Linked DNA regions of Mus musculus: regions 1 and 2 are each linked to region 3. The links are chromatin contacts, called in public HiChIP or PLAC-seq maps. All regions are on one chromosome and are shown on one strand. Each heading gives the region's core, a stretch centred on a gene start, on an enhancer-like site or on the middle of the called end of the contact. The rest is flanking DNA. Distances are from core to core; before and after follow the strand shown. Region 1 has its middle 30 kb from the start of Gm38491. Region 2 overlaps Ostm1 (osteopetrosis associated transmembrane protein 1). Region 3 overlaps Afg1l (AFG1 like ATPase).

The links. HiChIP or PLAC-seq counts read pairs in DNA pulled down with a chosen protein or histone mark.
Region 1: a contact with region 3 is called in an H3K4me3 HiChIP or PLAC-seq map of embryonic basal ganglia, with 4 times the contacts expected there. The contact joins two enhancer-like sites. A contact is called at or near these places in 1 of 15 datasets of contacts at CTCF or cohesin (embryonic stem cells), 3 of 484 Hi-C or Micro-C datasets (bone marrow-derived macrophages, nephron progenitors and stem cell-derived motor neurons) and 7 of 115 datasets of contacts at active chromatin or transcription factors (embryonic basal ganglia, embryonic forebrain, embryonic hindbrain and 4 more).
Region 2: a contact with region 3 is called in an H3K4me3 HiChIP or PLAC-seq map of embryonic basal ganglia, with 6 times the contacts expected there. The contact joins two enhancer-like sites. A contact is called at or near these places in 3 of 39 promoter capture datasets (the HPC-7 cell line, cranial neural crest and second pharyngeal arch cranial neural crest), 1 of 15 datasets of contacts at CTCF or cohesin (embryonic stem cells) and 6 of 115 datasets of contacts at active chromatin or transcription factors (craniofacial prominence, embryonic basal ganglia, embryonic forebrain and 3 more).

The regions. Positions count from the first base shown.
Region 1 is chr10:42,612,360-42,615,516 of GRCm38.p6, forward strand. No RefSeq gene overlaps it. Among named protein-coding and RNA genes, the nearest start is that of Gm38491, 30 kb to the left of the region's middle. Within about 2 kb of position 1,837, at least 68 of the 459 cell types and tissues checked have an H3K27ac peak or open chromatin away from gene starts, as enhancers often do. A contact at or near this core is called in embryonic basal ganglia and stem cell-derived neural progenitor cells, where this site is marked.
Region 2 is chr10:42,689,453-42,692,881 of GRCm38.p6, forward strand. All of the region lies in intron 2 of Ostm1 (osteopetrosis associated transmembrane protein 1), which reads left to right. Among named protein-coding and RNA genes, the nearest start is that of Ostm1, 12 kb to the left of the region's middle. Within about 2 kb of position 1,304, at least 23 of the 459 cell types and tissues checked have an H3K27ac peak or open chromatin away from gene starts, as enhancers often do. A contact at or near this core is called in embryonic basal ganglia, where this site is marked.
Region 3 is chr10:42,338,410-42,341,867 of GRCm38.p6, forward strand. Afg1l (AFG1 like ATPase) reads right to left here. Exons shown (of 13, transcript NM_145743.2): 9 at 1,773-1,843; 10 at 1,416-1,516. Among named protein-coding and RNA genes, the nearest start is that of Foxo3, 63 kb to the left of the region's middle. Within about 2 kb of position 1,457, at least 26 of the 459 cell types and tissues checked have an H3K27ac peak or open chromatin away from gene starts, as enhancers often do. A contact at or near this core is called in embryonic basal ganglia and stem cell-derived neural progenitor cells, where this site is marked.

The DNA of each region.
Region 1 (3,157 bases), core at 587-3,086, 270 kb after region 3:
GTCTCACCAGTCTATGCTATGTCCGTTCCCTCCCTCCCTCCCTCCCTCCCTCCCTCCCTCCCTCCCTCCCTCCTTTCCTCCCTCCCTCCCTCCCTCCCTCCCTCCCTCCCTCCCTCCTTTCCTCCCTCCCTCCCTCCTTCCCTCCCTCTCTCCCTTCCTCCCTCCTCTCTCCCTCCCTCTCCCCCTCCTCTTTCCCTCCCTCCCTCCTCTTTCCCTCCCTCCCTCCTTTCTTCCCTCCCTCCCTCTCTCCCTCCTTCCCTCCCTCTCTCCCTCCCTCCCTCCCTCCTTCCCTCCCTCCCTCTCTCCCTTCCTTCCTCCCTCCTCTCTCCCTCCCTCCCTCCCTCCCTCCCTCCCTCCCTCCCTCCCTCCCTCCCTCTCTTAGAGTGTCAGATCCCTTGGAACTGGAGTAATGAATGGTTATGAGCTATCTGGTGGGTGCTGGGAACCAAACCTAGGTCCTCCAAACAAGAAGGCCAAGGGTTCTCAGTAATGAGACATCTCTCTAATCCCTCTCTTCCCATTTTTATAACACACAAAAAAATGGTCATGATGTGGTATTGAGGTTTTTCTGTGGTTTTTGTTTTTGACAGAAACTTTGGGGCATGTGCAGTAAAAATGATTCTTACCTTTCTCTGTCTCTCAGTCTCTATGGAGATCAAATCGGGGGGCTCTTGCACGTGTGCTGCTGACGCTCTATGACTGAGCTGTAACCCCACTTTCGCACCCCACTGCTCTGGTTACCGATTTTGACAGAGCAGTCTTCTCCTCTGACTCTGCGATATGGTTTGCCCTCCATTCACACGATTAAAAATATTTGGGGCAGAGGAGAGCGTGGCTCAGTGGTAGCGTGCTTGTCTTGAGTACAGAATTGGCTGTGCACATCGCCCAGCTCCGGAGAGAATGCCTGGAAGCCAGGCTTTCCAGTTCAGCCTACGGACTCAGACCTCACCTCAAAAAGAACAAAACCAAAAACCCTTCCAAGCTCAACCCCTGAAGATCAGAAAAAGCCCGACTGTCCTGCTCAGTTTTTGTGCCCCCCAGGCGAGTCAGAAGAAGCCTCAGCAAGGGTGGTATGCTTGGAGCATTTCCTAGGGAGGTGACTCGGAGGTACCCAAGCCCCTGCCTGGTCCGTCTTGCAGCCCCTCCACATAAAGGCTGGTAGCTGCTGCAGTAGCAATTTTCTCTCTAAACCCAAGTCTCTTTTGTTGGCTTGCAGAGGCTTACATTCCAAAAAAGGTAATTTGAAAGTACTGCTGAATTTAGATGCGTTTTTGCTAATTTGTTTTTATTATGCATAGAAATATTGGTATAAAAGGTGTTTCAATTATTTTCTGAGGGAGGGGCCTATGTATTCTCTGCAGCCACAAAGCTTTTAAATGGAGTTATTTTTCTCAGCCTATAATCGGTCTCCCTTTTAAGTACCCCACCAGCAAAAGTAAGTTTACTGCTCCCGGCACAATGGGCCTCTTCAGTTTTTAGGTTTGGGAGACCTGGGTGACCTACGAAAGTTAATTAGAAGGTTAACAAAGACGAAGACAGAGTCGAATCCATCGCCTCTCCTTCAGCCAAAGATGTCATCCATTAATTAGGGAAATCATTCAGGTGGCCTCTATAGAATCCATAGAAAATCTGTCGGTGGCGGCGCACAGTTTTGATCAGGTTTTCCTCTCCCCCAGAATGCTACCCTTAATGGTACGAAAAGCAGCGGGCCGGGGTGGGGCGAGGGCGCGGGAGGGGGCGGGAAGGATGGGTTTCAGGCGCGGGGCAGTTAACCAGCCGCCCAGCGCCCGCTTTGATTCTCAGGCTGCCCCGCATACTTGCAGCATGATGTAATAATCCTCATTGAACCCGGGCGAGCGAGCGGGAGGAGGGTGGCGCAGCGGCCGCCAGGGCCCGCAGCCTGCTCCCCGGAGCTGGGCGACTGCGGGAGGGGGGGAGGCCGAGGCGCCGTGGGGGGCCCCGGCCTTCGCATCCTCATGGGCCACTCCTCCCGGACTCCTCTCCCGTCCCCTAGGACCCAGGACTTCGAAGCAGTCGGTCACTCGAGGCAGGAACAACCCAAGCAGACATGACCCTCTTCCATCCGTTTTTTTCTCCACCCCTTTCTCACCACGTTCATCTCGAGTTTCTGATTTGGATAGTCCAGCCTGCACGGTTTCAGTTTGGGTAGTAGGGACATAGCATACCTTTTTTTTTTTTTTCTTAATGTAGATTTTTAAAATAATAAACCTTTTAAACCACTTAAAAGCTGATTTGTATTTGTGGGTCAACATATTTATATTCCCAAATAGTAACTTGTGTGCTTTCTGGAGAATTTGGGTTTGGTTTGATGTGATATCATCATCATCATCACCACCACCGACACCACCTTCATCACCACCATCATCCCATCGTAGTTCTTTTAGACAGAATTTAATCATGTTGCCCAGGCTTCAAGCTCACTATGTGGTCCAGGCTGATCTAGAACTTGTGGTACACCTCCCAAGTTCTGAGACGACTACAGCACACACCATGCCGGACTATTTACTTATTTTACTTCCAGGGATTGAGCGATATTCACTGAACTATGTACCCTCAGCCCCATAGGAGACCTTTGTAGCTGGTGCGAGCTCTGAGTTGAGCCGCACACAGTGCCTGTGTGGCTTCTCTGCCCCAATATTGCTTGTGAGGTCTGGCCGCTTGGCCATCCTGAAATCCTCCTGAGAAGAGCTTTGTCTCAGACGGAGAATGTGAGACACGGGAGTGGGGTAGGACTGGAGTGAGATACATTTTAAACGAACTCCCTGAGGATTCCAGTTCACACTTGTAACAGTAAGCCATGGTCGGGAACTGAGAAGGGTAATTTTATGCATCGTCCAGGATTCTGTGTGCGCTTGTGACCTTGTGACGTGCCTCTGGGTCTGGTTAGTGGTGGCCATTTGTCAACACAAGCTAGAGTCAAATGGGAAGAGGAACCTTCACGCAGAAAAACACCTCTGTCAGACTGGCCAATCGGCAAGTCTGTAGGGCATTTTCTCGGTTAGTGATTGGTGTGGGAGGTCCCAGGACGCTGTGAGCAGATAGTCCTGGGTTGATAAAGAATGAGCAAGCCACGGAGGAGCAAGTCGGTGAGCAGTGCTCCTCCGTGGTCTCTGCCCCCAGTAATGGACCACAACCT
Region 2 (3,429 bases), core at 54-2,553, 350 kb after region 3:
CTCTACCAGCCTGTTTTCAGGGCCCACTTCACGTGGGCGTGGTTTCATCATGTCTAATGGAGACCTCCTGTTCCCTGTCCCTTCTGTCCCTCCCTCCCTCTCTCCCTCCCTCCCTCTCTTCCTCCCTGTCTCTGTCCCTGTCTCTCTCTTTCTTTATCTCCCTATCTATAGCCCCAATGACTCAAACTCCATCTCTCTCTTCACCCCAGTAATTGGCTGCAGCCATTTTTAATTATCCAATAGTTTTAAGTTGGGGAGCAAGGTTTGCAATGCATCACTTGGTAAAAATGAGGATCTCTTTGTTGGGGACAACCAGGTCTTAGGGGGAGAGGCAGTATTTAGCATCTGAATACACAGCAGCATCAGGGCAATGCACAACAGGATGTTGTGGCTGGGCCTAAGCGGTGGCTCAGAGGTTAAGAGCACTTGTTGTCCTTGCAGAGGACCCAGGCCCAGTTCCCAGTGTCCACACAGCAGCTTAGAACTGTCTGTCACTCCAGTTCCAGGGCATCTGGCACCATCTTGTGGTCTCAGAGGGTGCCAGGTGTACATGCAGTGCACTCATACATACATGCAGGTAAAACATACACATAAAATAAAAGTTAAGTCTTTAAAAAAAAAAAAAAAAGAGCAGAGAGGGCTACAAAGACAGCGTGGCAGTTAAAGGCCCTGGGTTCAGTTCTCGGGACCTGGGTTCCCAGCTCACGGGTATCTGTGACTCCCATTCCATGAAATCTTACACCCTCTTCTATCCCCTTTGGGCACCAGGCATGTAGTATATGTAAATATATGTATATGTAAATAATACTCATACATGTAAATAAATCTTATAAGCTTTGTTTTAAACCACTAGAGAGCTTGAACAACAGACTCCTAATTGATGCCACATCTCTATGGCTGAGTGGTTCAGCTGGACTCGGTGGTACACAGCTGTAATCTGCCAGGCAGGAGGGTGAGGAGGCAGGACAGGGAAAAGTCTGAGTGCAGACCCTGTCGCTAGAGGACTCAGGACTCAGGGTATATAGCTCAGTGATAGGGTGCTTTTATGTAGGGGGACCAGGGTTCAGTCCTCAGCCCTGGGGGGTCGGGGAGGAAGACAGAAGCCACACAATTCTGCTGTAATAATTTAGCTGGTTTCTGTGTGAGGGCTTGACTGGAATCCTCAGCGCCCGGAGAACGCCTCTTGAGCTGATGCCGGAGTCCTCACGGAGACAGAAGCTGTGCTAATCTGCACAGCCTTGATGAGGCTCCATTGATTATCTGAGATGAGGCAGAAGCACAATGACCACTTCACTCAGCGCGGATGGAGAGCTTGTCCTTATACCTTCCCTAGCTTACTAATTTCTGCAGCATACAGCTCCTCTCTGTGTATAACCTTACCCTCCCGATTCCCGGCAGTAGATAAAGGGGATTTACTAGAGCCCCTTTGTGTTGTATCAGAAAGTCAGGGTTCTTCTAATAATCAAGACACGTTTAACCCCGCTGTATAAGTGAGCTCCTTTGTGCTTTGTAATACCACCGCCTAATAGTTACTGAAAAAACCACACTGTGCCGGGACAGCCACTTAATCAGCCGTCAGTTCGCGCAGGCTTTCCACTTAATTTTCCAATTATTTTAAGTGAAAAGGAAATAGCAGTAAAATAGAAGACATTAAGTCCTTTTATTCCTCAGAACGGCCTTCTTCATAAACCATTTTTTTATAGAGAAATTGTTTATTTGTGTATCTTGTAGAAGAAATTGCCAGAGCTCTCCAGAGCAGTGTGCTCTGAGTTTCTGCATGTACCAGGAGCCTGCCATCTTTGACTGTGTCTGCCAGGCATGGCAGGACTCACTGTGACACTGGGCTCTGCCTGCTATGGGGAAACTCCAGGACTCCACTGTAAGACAGTAACCCTCAAGCTAAAGACCTTTAGCCTAACTGAATGTTCTCTGACTATAATTGTGCTTGTTTTTATTTATGTCTGTTCTACCTGACCTAGAAGTCAAGGCTACATCGTGTTAATAAAATAGCACATTTTTACTATTATTATTTATTATTATTATATTACTTATTTTATATATTATTATTATTATTACTTTTATTATTACTTTAAAAAGATTTTAGTAAGCCGGGACATGGTAGCACATGCCTTTAATCCCAGCACTTGGGAGGCAGAGGCAGGTGGATCTCTATGAGTTCAAGGCCAGCCTGGTCTGCAGATTGAGTTCCAGGTCAGCCAGGGCTACACAGAGAAACCCTGTCTCAACAAACAAACAACAACAGCAAAGGATTTTAGTATTTGAACTTTGTGGATACTGACATATGGAACCATTTTTATTTAATTAAAAAAGAATTGCATGCTTAAGGAAATACAGGCATGTGGAGAACACCTTACTGACCTGTATGTGAGTCTTGGTGTGTGTGCCTTTCTTTCTCTGGCTGGTTTATAAAGGGAACCGTCAGTTTGTGAACAATTGATGAGCAGTTAGAGCTGCACTTGTGTTCTTGAGATGAGAAGGCTGCAGGGACTATAGATGCCCGGGCTCAGAGAGGCCAAGCATCTAGGAAAAGGTTCACCAAGAAGGCCTCCATCAGTGTTCACTGGTGCAGAGAGGGCCCTTCCCAAGCTCTGTGTGTGCGTGCGCGTGCATGTGCACACACACTCACGAAGTGGGCAGGGGTTGTCTGTCTGTCTGCCTGTGAATTCACTGAAGTCTAGCTGGCTTTTGGATTCAGGAGTGTGGTTTTATAATTCATCTGGTTGGGTGAGCAACTGCTTCTAGTGTCCCAAGTTTACACACAGAAGTTAAAGTGCTGGCTGCCCTGCCCAGTTAATCAGGATTAGGTTTCATCTGTCTGATCAGGTGGCAGTGACTTCCTGAATCCCTGGTGGTGTCAGGTTCTTATGGGTACCAGAGAGGAGCAGAAACATGCAGTCGTCCACTCTGAGTACTGAAATTGTTAGTTGTTTAACAGTCTGGGAATGTGTATGTATGTGTGTGTTTGCATATGTGTGTCTGTATATGTGTATTGTGTGTGTATGTCTGTATGTCTGTATTGTATATTGTGTGTGTATGTGTATATGTATGTATATATATATATGTTAGTATGTGTGTATATGTGTGTGGGTTTGTATGTATGTGTGTGTGCATGTGTGTGTGTTTGTATGTGTGTGTGTGTGTATGCGTGTGTATATGCGTGTGTATGTTACTCACTTTGCAGTGTCTAGAGTGCTGGCCCAACAGCCAGACTGATTACAAATTCCAGCCTTCTGTGTATCAGTTGTGTGACCTCGGACAGGTCCTTCATTTCTTTTTCCTGTTCCTTATTTCTAAATTTTATTTAAAATTTTGAACTATTTGCTAGGTGTGGTGACATATGCCTTTAATTACAGCACTTGGGAGGCAGAGGTGGGTAGATTTTTATAAATTTGTAGGCAAGGCTGGACT
Region 3 (3,458 bases), core at 207-2,706:
TAATGAACCTAGTCGAGAGACGCCGACCCTCGGACGTGCTCCACGAGAGGGCCCCGACCTCCTCCAGGACCCCACGGCCTGCCGGTTCCCCTCATTGGAGGCCTCCTCAGTGAGAGGAGGGCCTTTACCCTTGACCAGGGAGTCTGATTTAGCAAAGACAGTGAAACTTAAGCACAAGTCCAAGTGGACTTTCCCCCTGCAGGTACAGGTAATAGGGGGTTAAGACTGCCGCTGGGAGAGAAGAAGGAGTCGTGCCAGCCACAGTGGGGATCAGAGGTTGCCTCTCCATCAGAGTCTTAATTAATCCTAATTGTATTCCTTCTAAAGAGCTAAATGACTGCGGGTTGGACTCATCTGTGGTTTAAAGGTGACGAATGCTTGCCTGCTAGGAGTAGCTCAGCGGCTTTTGAGAAGCACACTCGGTTAACACTCAGCAGATAGAAATGAGAGCAAGCTTCTCTGTGCCTCAAAACAGCTCTGCTTGGACTAGCTAAAGCCAGGAATCAGGGCCTGGGAGGATGCTCGATTGAGGAACTCTGTGGAAAGTTACTCGAGCGCCTCAGGATTTACACAGGATAATCACATCGAGTATTCTACTGAGCACTGAGACCCCCACACTTTGAAAAGACTTCATATTTACAGAGGATTTGTGGTCAAAGATGTTCTGATATGGGTGTGTGTGTGTGTGTGCAAATATTCCATCTGTGAGATAAACTACTTCTATTATAATACCAGTGTCATAGTTTTTTTTTAAATTGATGTTCTTTCACCTGGCCAGCAGCTCAGACAGCATGGCAGCTGAACAATGAATCTGAAATATGCAGCTCTTTACCCGCGTCTCCTGAGATCACAGTAAAATTGCTTATCTTGCTTCTCATCCCCACTAATCTCACCTCATTTTTTTTCTCCTTGTAAAAAAATTTTTTTCCATTTACCATTTATTCCATGCATCCATGCTCAGGCTGGAAGGCAACCTGTGGGAGTTGCTCTCTCTTCTTCCACCATGTGGGACCATGGAGAACAGAGCTCAGATGGCCAGACTTGGCTGCAAGTGTCCTTACCCACTGTGCCATCTTGCCATCCCTTACACCTCAGTTTTCCTTACTCCCCTCACATGTGACTTTCACAATAGAGCCATATATGACACTGATTTTGCTTCTGCTTCCAGCAACAGTTGACAGTTGTCTCTGCATTTCTGATTTTTTTTTTCCTGAAAGCCCTTCAAAGAGCAGATTTTGTGCCAGAACCTACAAACATTGCTCGGTAAATGGATGAAAAATGTCCCTTAGGGAGATTTCTTCCTCCGTTCTGACTCTGTGAATGGCGTTTTAAAATCTGAAGCTGGCTGAGGGGAAAACATGAAGTATTTTAACATGTGAAAAGGCCAGTGAGTCTGGCCAGGCCTGGATACTTACTCTCTCACACAGCTCTTCAAATGTGCAGTCGGCAACGCTTCCACAGGCTTTATTCAGCCGCAGCTCTCTGCCTTGCACTTTCAGAATCCTTGGGCTAGTTACTATGGGAACATGAACAAAGACTCAATCTTGTCTGGATAATTACTATAAAATTCATCTCTTACAGATAGGAAATGCATAGCTTGATGAATAATAGCACATGATTCAACACATAAATTAGAGAAAATGCTGATACAATGACGGCCACTTGAGTGTGGCATCAACCCGTATACAGCAATGGAACTTATTAATTGGTCAGTGGAGATTGGGCATTGTGTTCTAAATGTATTCTCTTTCAAGAGAAATTAACTTACGTACAATCATTTTGTTTCTGAGCCAGCTCATCAAACAACTTATCCACGACGGCCTCCACATCAGCCTCACTTGTGCTACAGTGAAAAGAATAATAGAATATGAAATTAATAACACTTGAAGCCAACATCAAACAGCTGCCTGAGCCTGCTTAGCTTTTTGCCCATAAAAAAAGGAGAACAGGATGTTATGCTCTAAATACAAACATTAGATTTAGAATACACTTAAAAGCAGTGAATATTAACTCTCAGGTAGATGATCCTGCCTTATTTGCATACATTGAAAGACTTCTGAGCTTCTAGATGTTTCCAGTAATGAGACAATACAGGCGGAGTAAATCCATTAATACTATGTGTACACAATGAGAAGAAAGCTTCTGGCTCTCTCTTGCATGCAAAACAAGAGCAAATAGGCAAGGCAGTCAAGCATCCAGCAAGTATCCTTTGAAATCGCCATTGAGAGGGTACACGTGGAATTAAAGATTGAGGGTGTTTTGAGAATGAGAAAAACCAAGTCAAGCCACCGGCTGAGAGGATCGAGCTCTCAGGATGAGATCACTAGCTTCCAAACACCAACTTAATCAGCACCTCAGAAACTTTATCAGACTTCTATGCGTCTGAACACATTCAGGACAGACTTCTGTCAGGATAAGGACAAGAATAGACTCCAGTTTCTCTCAAAAATGTCCTTGTTGGAATCCCACCCCCGCCCCCTCCTTCTGTGAGGCCCTCATTGCCCAGGCTATGGAGTGAGTCTTACCACCCAGTCTTTTGTATTCTAATTAGAAATCACCATATGGTTTAAGGAGCTCACATATAGAGATGTGATAGTGCTGTGGCCTCTTTTCTTCTCACTTTTTTTTTTTCAAAGAAGGGTTGATAAATTAACAGTCAATAGGAGAAATAACTGGTAGAAGAAAGGCCATTCCAAAAAACCCTTCAAGTGCGAATCTAAGTTTCCTCTCATCCCGCACACAAACTTGCACAAGATGACCTGACAATATGCTTAATTTTGAAACAAATCAATCTTAGCTAATTGTGGAAGTGACTGACATCCTTTCAATTTTATTGAAAACTAGTCATTAAGATAAAGTTTAGACTAAACAGAATCTTTCTTAGCAGGCTGCTGACATTTAACACACAACCACGGAGCTCCTCAGCTGCAGCAAATGCAGCAGCAACTTAGAGCACAGCTGCAGTCAGCACAAAGAGGCCGCCCACCTCTGCAGGTTTCCAAGATATCATCTGCATGGTTGACGCCATAGGGAGTGCTACCTGAGTTTCATAAAGCCCTATAAGACCTTCAGATTAAGCCACATTAAAGGAACTAAATGAACTATGGAAAGAATGATTTAAAGACAATCACCAAAAAAAATTTTTTTTAAGTAATTTTTAAAATTACGCTTGCATTCCATGTGAAAGCCAGAGAAAAACTTGTGCGAGTTAATTTTCTCTTTCTACCATGTGATTCCCCACCTTCATCTCCAGTCCTAAGGCTTGGCAGCACTTTAATCAGCCCTGAAAGCAAATTTAAATATATCAAGAAACCCCGCAAAGTCAATATCGATGTCACACAGACCACATTGGATTCAATAGAACAACTCCTACCATGCAGTAGAGTTACACACAATGTTTTTGAGAAGGGATGTGCACGTGCATGCTCCTGTGAGCACACACACGCAAGCACACACAA